Linked DNA regions of Sus scrofa: all the other regions are linked to region 2. The links are chromatin contacts, called in public Hi-C and HiChIP or PLAC-seq maps. All regions are on one chromosome and are shown on one strand. Each heading gives the region's core, a stretch centred on a gene start, on an enhancer-like site or on the middle of the called end of the contact. The rest is flanking DNA. Distances are from core to core; before and after follow the strand shown. Region 1 holds the start of SPOPL (speckle-type POZ protein-like). Region 2 holds the start of HNMT (histamine N-methyltransferase). Region 3 holds the start of NXPH2 (neurexophilin-2).

Region 1 (3,768 bases), core at 24-2,523, 560 kb before region 2:
ATCCTGGCAGTTAGGCTACAAGTCTGAACTTTTAACCAAAGGGCACCAGTTCTCTCAAGAATAACACAATGATAATTTGAAATAGTCCAGCTTGATCGTTATGGCAAGAGAAATATAATTTCCCAAGGTATGAATCTTTTATTACTTAAGTTTCTAGTGTAAGAAACAGGAGATTCAGCTACAAGGAAAAACTGGTAAGATGAATATTATCATGAAACAATCTAGGCCAGGAGTATTCAAATACAGACAAATCATCAAAAGTATGGCTGAATGACACTATTCACAGAGAAAGAAGCCAAAAGTTGGGATAAGCAGAAGGTGAATCCTATTTCTACTGGATCTACTGCTTTGAGGGAGAAAATTCTACCATGCCCATCCCTGTCTGTGATTCAATACACAACTGCATAGATTGAAGAGGAGTAGTGAAGGGATAAGGCTAGCAAAAGAGAGTAGAAAAGGGGGAAGTCAGGACTTGGACCCTGAACCAGAGTTAGCTTGATGTCCCTGGTGAGAGAGAATTTATGAGACAGCAACGTGCGCCTGGAGGTAGGGAGGTTAAGGGCATGACCACTGGGGTGGAGGTACCGAGTGGTCTGGCTGGAGGGCAGAGGATTCATCCTAAAATGGGCTAAGATGGATAGTTTCGACGGTGGACGTTTGGGACAAGAGGTATGGAAAAGAATAGGGGGTGGGGGGGCAGTTTCTCGCTTTGGGCAGTGCCCCGGGTGGGAAGAGACGTGGTATAAAGGGGCGGGCGTGGAGGTCTACAGGTATAAAGGGGGGAGACTGGGAAAGGAAAGGAGGCAGGGCTTGTGGGGGGAAAGTCGGGGGGACCCAGGTACGCGGAAGCTGGGAAATAAATGGGGGGGTGATTCCCAGGGGAAGTAGAGACTCGCGAGGTTTGGTAGGTCCGGGGGCGGGGGTGAGGCTGAGAGACGGGAGCGTGAGGTACGCCTCAGGACCGGGGGTCCTGGACCCGGAGCGATGGGGGCGCCGAGATGAGGGAAGGGGAGGCCGCTAGGCTGCAGTGCAGGTGAGTCCTGGGGAACAAGGGGTAGCAAGAGGCCAAGGCTGCGGCGGGGACCCCGGAGGGGGGAGGGGCACCTACCCAGACGTGCGGGGCGGCGGCGGGCAGTCCCGGCGGAGGCTCCTCTCCCGCAGAGGCGGCGGAGGTGATGGCGGCGAGTCCCTGTGGCGGCCGCCTCCGCCGAACCGCATCCCTTCTCCCCGGCCCGCCCTCCTCCCTGTCTCCCGCTTCTAAACTTCTTCCTCGGGATAAACAAATCCGCCGCCAGGGGCGGCCGCCTCCGCCGCTCCCGCCCCCGCGCACCGCCCCCCCCGCCCCGGGCCCGTCCGGGCTCCAGCTTCCGAGTTGCGACTCCAGCCTCAGCCCCAGCCCGCGAGGGCGCGTGCGCGCGGCGGCGGCGTCGGCTGGCGAAGCTCTTCCTCCCTCCCTCCCGCGCCGGGCATTTCCGGGCCGGGCCGGATCCGCCGCCGGGTTTTGAATGTAGTCGCCGCGGTTTGCGCTGAGCCCTGGGCTCCCAGTCGGGCGAGCTCCTCTCGTCTCCCCAACTTTGGCCTAGCTTAAAACTTTCCTTACCTAAAAAGCCCAGTGACAGCGCCTTTTAACAGGTCTAATTGATCCGGGTCGGGTGAGGGCGGCTGCCGTTTCTGCGCACGGTTTCCTTAGGGCCGTACCAAGTTAGAAAGCCAAGGTTTAACTTGTGCTGAGCCAAGAACTGTATAAACTGCTAAAACAAAAACAGCAGTATATAGTCTGGTAGACTAATGAAGTGCCACGGTCGAACGGTTTTCGGTTGGAGGAGATGAGCCTGCAGTCTCGGACTAGGGAGGGGAGAGGTCCGCCGAAGGGCTTCTGAGGATGCTTACGAAGCACAGATTTGGCGGCATCCTGAGGCTGTGAGTTGGTAAATAGAGCTCTGTCTAAGCAAATGCCTTCAGAGATGAGGGGACTGCCTCCTGGAGTTCAGAGAAAGGTGACATCGGTGCTAAATGGGCAGTCTTATTCACAAAAAACGTGCGTGGAATACAATCAACGCCAGACAGATTTTTAGAAAGGATAAGTAAGACCAGCAAGATCAGAGTTCAGAGCTGCCTTAGGCCAAGAGTTAAAAAGCAGAAGTGAGCTTTGACGTGTTGAGGATTGTGGGGAGAGGAAATGTTAGTGCAGAATTTCACGTTCTCCAAAACAAAACCCCGGTTAAACAAAAACCAGTTAAACGGTGAAAATTACATGTAATTTTTGCCCAGACCTTTTAGCTATGTCAACCCCTTATCACTCACTCACGCCTTGTCTTTTACTAATCAGCCATTATTAGGCACTAATGTAATATGTTGAAGGAATCAAATTGCTATAATTAAGTAGATTTCCAGTTGGGAGTTAAGAAGTGAGTGGTACTTGACTGACTTCTAGCTGGGGAGTGGTTCGATAAACTTCCACCACAAGGATGTCAAATTGCTGGTTGGAGTATTCTCATAAGAGTCTTTCCCCTACGCTTGATCTCTTTACTGTGTTAGGATATATCATTTTTTTCCTTGCAGTGTTAGGTGACTATCCACTGATAAAATAATAGTAAATAGCAGTTCCTGTCGTGGCTCAGTGGTTACGAACCTGACTAGTGTCCATGAGATCTCCGGTTTGATCCCTGGCCTTGCTCGGTGGGTTAAGGATCCAGCATTGCTATGAGCTTTGGTGTAGGTCACAGACTCTGCTTGGATCTCATGTTGCTGTGGCTGTGGCATAGGCCCGCACTTATGGTTCTGATTTGACCTCTAGCCTGGGGAACCTCCATATGCTGCAGGTGCAGCCCTAAAGAGCCAAAAAAAAAAAAAAAAAAAAAAGTAAATAGTACTAGTAAATACGACTTGTAAATAATGCTAATAAAAAGATTGCAGTTTGGCAAAGTAAAAGACGGCTCTGTGGTCTTAAACTTGGATTACAGTTTGGTGCTGTATTACCAATCCCCTAAAGAACTTCTTTTCTTGACTTGATTTCCTTCTTGCTAGATACCTTTAGGAAAACTAGACTACTGCAATAGGTTTTAGTTTATTGCTGCTGTAAATGACTTTCAAAAAATAGAAAAAAATAACAGTTTTATTATTGGTGTGAAGCATAGTGTGCTTCCGATCATATATCAGGTTTGCATTGCTTAAGGCATTAGCCACTATGACTGACCAACTTCTTAGATGCCAGGAAAGAAACTTTATTATACTCATTTTGCTGCTCATTGTCAAATTTCTATAGGAAACCATTCGGATTCCTTAACGGATGAGGGTGCCTTGGAAGTTCTACTTTGTGTAGATAATAGGTGGGTAGTTAGTAAAGATCAGAAGAGCCATTTTCTGAGCTTAATGCACACAGATGAGGACCAGAAACTGAGAACAGGACCCACCCAGAACTTTGAGAACAAGATCTTATAAGTCCTTCATTGACACCCTGATTTTCATGTCCCAAGCCACATTATATCAAATATTTCTAGATGTTCCCTTGTTTCAAACACATTCGTATATTTCATGCTTTGGTTCTTTGGATAATTTGTCAGGAGATCTATAGGAGAGAGGATTTTTGTTGTTCTTCTATCACCAGGTGAAGAGTAAGGGTTGAGTGGCAGTTCACTAGTTGGCATACTGTTAAATTTTCTAGAAATTAATCTAACCAAATTTGAAACACTTTTGAGGCTCTTAAAACATCAGTACTCCCTAGATTCTGGATCAGGAGTGCCCAGTGAATGAGAAATAGTAATACCT
Region 2 (3,624 bases), core at 101-2,600:
TGCATTCAAAGTACATGTTCAAATCCAATTGACAGCTGAAGTAAACAAAGGATCTGCATAAGCCACAGACATGAACACAGATAGTTAATACGGCACAAGAACTCAAAATAACTCATTACCTTTAATTTTCTAAATGAACAAAAAGAAGTGAACTATGATTAGGTCCTAGATAAGAAATTATATTTGCTGTCTGCTTTGATTTTTGCATTGTTACCCTTTCACTTATTGTTAACATATTATATAGTACTCATTTTTTTAAAAAGCACACTTAAAAACTGAACCACGAAAAATAGAAGATAAAAGGGGAAACAAAATTCCATATACATCCAACAATGCCTTCTCTGGTCAGGCAGAGTTAACTATCCTGATGAAAGAAGTGCAGGCCTACAATAGGAAAATCCAGCAAAAGATAAAAATATCAGTTTCCTTTGCTGTTGCAAATTGGATCCACAGTCTTTTCTCCCCAGTTTTCCATCGTTATTTCCTGAAGCAGAGTAAGTTACAGCAACCCACCCCCAGATAGGTTATTTGATTATCTTTAGCATGTGGAATCTGTTACTCTCATAATGCTTATCAGCTCTGGCACAAATTGAACACATTAATCACCAAAAAAAGGAGTCTGGAGAAGGATAGGAACGAGCAAGTTTCACTGATAATGGGAAAATGCTTTTTCAGGGCCACATAGCTAATATTAAGTTGAAAGTAAAAGACAATTTTTTTTTTTAAGAGAGAGTGATAACTATAATAATGGATAAGGAAAATGAATTTAAATGGATAGTAAGAGAATTGAGAGGCATCCACCCACTCAATCCTCAGGGGTGAATAGTATTTGGTAATTATTTTGATTCTAATGAAAAGAACAATAGACTCCATTTGGGATTTTTTTTTTAGAGGGCTGAAAAATATGAGCTCAAAGATTTGGATATTATCTTTACCCCGAGGAACGTGGATTTGTGCCTTCAAATGGTTAACGCTTATCTCCCTGCAGCTGGAAATCCAGCACAAATCAGAGCCTTTGAATGTTTAAAGAGAGCATCGAACTGAAACGCGGCAGGAGAAGGGGGCGAGCCGAGCTGTTCTTAGTGCCTGCCTGGTTCTTATCCCCGCATCCAGCCTGCAGAGGCAGGCTCAACCCCATCTATCACTGCACAGAATGAGCCCGAGGCTCTTCCCTGGGATCAAAAAAGGCCTTGTTTTGTTACCTTGCTATTATGCCTGGTAGCTGCTTGTCCATGAATTCCTGCATGCACTGGTGTTCCGTGGAATTGTTGAGAAACCTCCGAAAAGATTCAACATATCTGCCGTGGTCAGAAAACAAGCTCCTCATGGAAGATGCCATGTTTGGTTTTCTGAGAAAGACAGGGAGGGAAGGAAGCTTTAACTTCCCTCTTCCCTTCTTTCTCTTCCTAGTTCCTTCTTTTTCTTTTCACCCCCACCAGTCTCTATCAAAAAAAAAAAAAAAAAAAAAAAAAAAGTCTTTTGAATTTAACGAGCTGGCAAGGCTGGGTGTGTGAAGCTCATTTCTGAGTCAGTATTTGTACAGGACTTTGGACTTGGCCACTGAGACTTTAACCCCTGCACAGGTGTTTTAGAAGAAGTATTAGTAGGAAAGCAAAGCAGTAAACCTGCGGCTAAAACTTGTTTCAGAACTCCAGAAGTTCAGAAAGTCCGAAAAACAGACTACATTCAAATCACTTCCTGCTTTGGCAGCAGCTGCCCCTAGTGAAATTCCAAATGGGAATGTGGCTGCTTTAAAGGGCCAAAGGCCATAAACACAGGAGTAAAGCAGCCTGTGCTAAGGCTGTAAACCACTTCCGGAAATATACAGCTGCTGAATCTTTGACAAAAGATTGTCATCTGCCCCCAAGCTTTCTTGCCCTTCACTAGAACCTTAAACTTCTCTACTTCATTTCTTCATATGCTGATTGACTTGTGACTGGGGGCACGGGGGGGAGGCAGAAAATGAGGGACCAGAGAGAGGATGCTCAGGGAAAGCAGGCAGGCCACCGAAATTCTTCAATCCATAGGAAGTCTTTCCTAAGTGCTTCTGAACATGGACTTGCAGAAAAATAAGATTGGAATTTTGGAAGAACTTTTGGAGACCCAGTGGTGTCACCAATCAAAAGACACAAAGTATTTTGAGTATCCAGGCCTTTTACCTGGGAAATGGTGTGTAAAAAAAGCCACCCCTTATCCAACATGGGACGTTAATAATAGCGTCGAACTCCTGGAGGAGTTACGGCAGTTAAATGAGTTAATTCCTCTCGGAAGTGTGTCTGTCTAAACCATTCCCTTCTGTTGTGGTCTGTGCAGGTGGGTTGGAAGAAGTATTGGGGTGAAAAGAAACAAGAGTTTGTTGAGCATGGTGAGGTGGAGAGAAAGCAGAGTTTATTGAGATGAGACTCTGTAGGAGCAGTAGGACAACTTCCTGATAATCGGGGAGAGACAGCAATAAGCACATAGTCCTGTCTGTTTTTATAACCCTGGGAGAAGAGAGATCTCTCAATAACACCTGCTGACCTGCTCACTGGTTGGGGAAAGAGGGGTCTTCCGATACACTTGCAGGTTGGTTGGGGGTATGTAAGTTCCCAATAGAAGTCAGTGAGGAGTGAGCCACATAACTTTTCTAGCTGGGGGCAGGAATGAGTAGGCCAGGTTGCTCAAGGTGGGGAAAGGAGTCTTACAAATAGACAGGTGGGGTGATGATAAAGGTCTGGTAATTCTTGTCTTGGCCAGAGACTTTGAGTTCAGTCTCCTCCAAGGGGCCTTGAAGCCCAACAAATTCCTCTAATTCAGTTCCAAAGCTGCCCTCCAAGCATTCAGCACTCACCTCAACCCTTTCCTATAAGCAATTCATGGTGTCACTACTCTGAGAGCCAGTGCTTTTATTCTAGAGGAAATAGGAAGTCTGGAAAGGCAGATTAATGTGGGTGTAGCTTCTGATGCTGCCACTAATGAACTGTGTGATCTTGATTGAAACTTAAGCTTCAGTTTGCTCATCAGAAATGAGAACAATGTATTACCTCTCATAGTGTTGTGGGGAAAATTATGTAGATAACATTTAAAGCAATTGCTCTATGGATATTGAGAACTGAGCTTCACGTCATTTGCACATGTCACAAGATATTACTCTTCTCCGGATTTTTCCAATTGTTTAAAAATGTAAAGCTTATTCTTGGCTCATGGGCTGTGCAACATCAGGTGCTGACCTGGTCTGGCCGACAGGCCCTAGTTGGCTGACCCTAATCTAGCTCCTAGGTCTCCATAAATGGGTTATTTAGCTTCCATCTCTCTGCAGCTAGCTTGGCCTTCCTCATACTGACTCTTGCGGCTTTTAATTCATCTGTTACTATTTTCCACTCTTCTCTTTAGAACTCAATCCAAATCATTCACTCATGTATTCGTCTACCAAACAAATACTTAGTAAGGGTCTACTCTGTGCTATTCTGCTGAAAAGAAATAACCTTGACCTCTATCTTCCTACTAAAAAGCTACCTTGCACTCAAATCTTCACCTGAGGCTATCACCTGACTCACTTGTGGCATCTTTCCCAACAATTTGCTCTTCATGTTGCTTCATTAAAGATTTCCTTTCCATTTGCACTGCTTCCATGACACTAAAACT
Region 3 (3,993 bases), core at 872-3,371, 820 kb before region 2:
TAGTCCACAGAGTCCTTGGTGTTTCTCTCTTACATAGCCCACTCAGAAAGACACACACCTTCTCTTGTGTCCCTTAGCTTTTAACTTGGAATTCAACACCCTTCAGCAATTTCCTTTGTAAGAATACTTAGTATTATCAGGACACATGTCCAAGCTTAGGTTCCACTTAAAAATTTTATGTATCGATTTCCCAAAAGTGCAGAAATGGTTTAAGTAGGAAGAAATTTAAAGGGTGAAGTATTCCAGTAATTAAATCCCTTATTCATTTCTATAGTGTGTTAAGTCATGCACTTCTCATTTAGAGTTAGTGATAACAGAATTGGAAACTACTAAATCAAGAAGGGGACCTCACCTTCTGGTTTTATAGATGAGTCAGCTGGGGATCCAGCAGAAACAGTCTAAATGAAGAACTGCTTCTTGCAACAATGTTTGCCCTCCCTTCTCTTCTCACAGCCCCCTTCCTACTAGGAGTTCCTCTACTGTCTGCCAAATCCTTTCCTATTAATCACTTCCTATAGACTGCCTGTATATGAAAGGCAGCCTTATCCAGGGACTTAAACTGAGACAAGAAGATCAACCTACAGAGATCTCTTCCAATTTTTGAAGCCATCTTATTTAAGCTTCTAGGATAAAATAACTTTCTGGAAGTGAGCTCAAAGTCTTCGTAAAGAGAATTTTTGTGGAGGTGACGGGTAGCTATAAGGAGGTGAGGTATAGATTTAGAGATGCAAATAGTGATTTTGGTTTTGAGTCTGTTGAAAGGAACAGAAGAGTCTGAGTACAAGCAGAAGGGGTTATTGCTGCTGTGTCCTTTGCCAGGAGCCCGAATCCCCCAGGCTTGGCAAGGGGTTTGGAGGGATATAAACCCCCACTTGCCTCTTGTGTTAGAAAGATATCCTGCCTGTAGCCTCTAGGACAACACCTCTAAGTCACACAGGGATCCTAGAACACTCTGGACTGACTTCCCTCCCCTCCCCATCTGTACAGTCTTGACACACCCACCGAAAGGAAGGGTGGGACTTTGCTCTACCCAGCTCAGTCCTCAGGCCCTTGGTCCTGGACCATTCAAAGACTTACATTTCTATTTTGAAGTGGGAGGAAAGTAAGGGGAGGAGATGGAAACATTTTCTCCCTAAAATTCCAACCCAAATTTCACTTGTTGTGTTCTATTTTTTAAAGGCTGAAAAATCAATCGTAATTCCACTCCCTTGCCTCAACATGTTTTTCTTTTTTGTAAGAGGATGTAGAAACTAGCCTTGCCTCGCAGTATTCTTTTGAAGCAACTGCCTAGAGGCTCATCCCTGGAAAAGTGATTTTTACCTTCCTGGACCTTAGATTTCCCATCTGTTCACTAAAGGAGTTGATGGATGATGTCTAAATTCTCATTTGCTGTGAACGTGAGAGTCCCTGAGCCCCACTGCCCCTTGACTTTTCCACTTGAGCATCCAGCACAGAGACGGTTAAAGGTTAAGGGTCTCTCCAATGGAGAGTTGTTAACATGCAGGTGAAGAAAGCAGGCAGCAGGTTTACAGCCTCGCCCATCCTCGGCCTCAAATATACCCCTCTCAAAGAGGCTGCGGCGGGGTCTCCTCTCTTTATTCCTCTCTCCCAATGTCCTGGCACAGCTCTGTCTCCTGGACACCGAGCAGCCTATAGCATCCTCAAACCAGAGTAAGCCTGGACCTCTCCACTTAGCTCACAGCCCTACCGCTTCCCCTCCTCGAGGTCCCTCTAGGTGCCCACTACTTTCCACTTTCAGAAATTCTTCCAGCTGCGCCAGCCACACTTTGGACCCTCTGTTCTGGGTTCTGTGCGCTAGGGCTTCCGCGGAGTGGGGCGCTCTCTCTGGGAGTCTCGGGTTCTACATCGCAGCCCCTACCCCAGCTTTTCCTCTTCGCAGCCCCCCCCCCACGCCCCGCCCCAGGCCCCTGCTGTCGCCTTCCCCTTGAACACCCTGCACGCCCTTCCTGCATCCACGCAGGGAGACACCCTCCCCAGTTCCCCCTGCTCTCTCCCCAGAAGAACAAGAGCTGGACTGTGGGCAGGGCGCCTGGCCTCACCGAGCCACCCGGACCGGCCCTCTTCTAGGCGGGGGCGGAGGTGGCACCCGGCCTCGCCGGGCTCCCCAGCGCGCTCAGCGGGGCAGGATCTCTAGAGCAGCCTCGCGCCAGAATCTGGCACCAAAGCGCAGGAGCCGCCGCCTCCTGCCCTCGGGCGCCCCCAGCGCTCGCCCCGACCTGGGGAGGCCAGATCCGCTGGCGCCGCTGGAAACCCGCGCAGCACACCGGAGCTCTAGCGCCCCGCACTCTCCTTTTCCGGCCCCCTCCAAGGAGGGGCGCGCCGGGGCCCCAGAAGCACCTCCCGCCCGCCCTCCCCCTTCCCCTCCCGCCCACCCGACCCGCGCCGCGCAACGCTGCGCTGCGCTGGGATTCCGGGAGGGAAGTGCCGCGCGGTGTCCCTGGCGTCCTCAGTCCTGCCCCCCGAAGTGGAGATGCGCGAGAGGCAGGCGAAGGCGCGCAGCTCGTGAGACGCCGCGCCAGCCGGCACCATGCGCCTGCGGCCGCTGCCCCTCGTCGTGGTCCCTGGCTTGCTGCAGCTGGTGAGTGTGCCCGACCCGCCGCGCGCCCCGAGCCCCACGCGCCGGGGCCGCGTTTCGGCGGGAAAATCGCGCCGGTGGCCGACTCGGAAGCGGAGCCTGGGGCTGCTTGGGACGTGGGGCCGGGGGAGGGGGGGGGCGCTCAGTAGAGGGAGTTTGGGGTTGGCGTAGAGGCTGAAGGGGAAGAATCGGAGAATGGAATAGAGGGGACCCTGAGGCGAGTGAAGGGCTTTTGGAGGGTGGGGACTTGAGGACTGGGTTAAAGAAGGCAGAAAGTGGCCGAGAAGATGCGAGAGAAGAAAGAGGTTTATTGAGAAGCAGTCGAGAAGGGGATAAGGATAGACGGACGTGATGAGGATGGGCTGAAATACCTGCCTCTACCAGAGTTTGAAGGGCTTGGTAGTTTTTATTTTTCACGTGGTATTTTGCCCGGATGCCTGCAAACACTTCTTAACCACGGCATCCTGCATCCTTGTTCGCACGGCTGGTTAGTGTCTCCTCGCTGGGGGAAACTTAGGCAAAAGACCGATTTAGGAGGCAGATTGGATTTCTCTTCGTTTTCCCGTCTAGCGCTGGGGACTAGGATGAGGTTTGGGGCCGGCGGGGGCGCAGGATGTAACTTTCACACCCAACTTCTCGCCGGAGCCCCCTCCCCCGCATCACCGTGCAGAGTGCTCCAGAAGACTCCCGCTTGGTCCGGACGGCTCGGGGCGCTGAGGAATGGCAAGGGTATTAGAAAGCGGTTCAGGGTCCGCCCGCGAGACTCTAGGCGACTGTTCCCGCTATGACTCCCATCTCACCTCGCTCTTTGCGCGCGGCGCCACGCTCTCTTCCTTCCGAAATAAACCTATATGCTGTCTGGGTTGCTAGTTAATTATATTTAAAGGCGATCCCAAGTAAGACCTTCAAGAAGACAACTTTTAAAGTAAAATTATAAAAGGGGATTGCTCTGGCTCATTCGCCTCTGTGATATATTTCTCCTGCACTCTTGGCATTTACCTTAATACGGTGCTTATTAAGAGGACTTTCTCCGGCTTCTTTGGTCCTCTTATTTAAGACGTTACCCACTTTAATCTGGGTTATTAAAACAAAGTTAAGGAACCCAAGAATGATCCTTCCTTTCTTCCTGCCCTCTTTCCTTCCTTGCTTTCCTTCCTTCCTCTTTCCCTCTCTCCTTCTTTCTATATTTTGTTTTAGAGGGAAAGATCAAGTAATTTATGAAAGTTTCTCTGGTACATATGATATTGTAGAGCCAGAGATACTTGGCAAGTTTTGAGGATGGAAGGGACTCTAAAAAGTCTTAGTAAAGGGGAGAGGGCACCCTGTCCATTCTTTTTACAACAGAGATCAGATTCACCTGCATAGCATTAACTAAGAAACTCTCCAGGGGCATCAAG

What was found. A called contact is a pair of places that touch in the nucleus more often than the background predicts. HiChIP or PLAC-seq counts read pairs in DNA pulled down with a chosen protein or histone mark.
Region 1: an H3K27ac HiChIP or PLAC-seq map of alveolar macrophages shows a contact between it and region 2. The contact joins the promoter of SPOPL here to the promoter of HNMT in region 2. A contact is called at or near these places in 2 of 5 promoter capture datasets (fetal skeletal muscle and liver) and 2 of 2 datasets of contacts at active chromatin or transcription factors (alveolar macrophages and skeletal muscle).
Region 3: a contact with region 2 is called in a Hi-C map of heart right ventricle, with 2.7 times the contacts expected there. The contact joins the promoter of NXPH2 here to the promoter of HNMT in region 2. A contact is called at or near these places in 1 of 47 Hi-C or Micro-C datasets (heart right ventricle) and 2 of 2 datasets of contacts at active chromatin or transcription factors (alveolar macrophages and skeletal muscle).

What each region holds. Positions count from the first base shown.
Region 1 is chr15:13,206,394-13,210,161 of Sscrofa11.1, forward strand. SPOPL (speckle-type POZ protein-like) reads right to left here and starts at 1,274. Exons shown (of 11, transcript XM_001924688.6): 1 at 1,109-1,274.
Region 2 is chr15:13,766,756-13,770,379 of Sscrofa11.1, forward strand. It overlaps HNMT (histamine N-methyltransferase), which reads right to left and starts at 1,351. Exons shown (of 6, transcript NM_001244561.1): 1 at 1,203-1,351. The coding sequence starts at 1,339.
Region 3 is chr15:12,950,941-12,954,933 of Sscrofa11.1, forward strand. It overlaps NXPH2 (neurexophilin-2), which reads left to right and starts at 2,122. Exons shown (of 2, transcript XM_003133263.5): 1 at 2,122-2,599. The coding sequence starts at 2,549.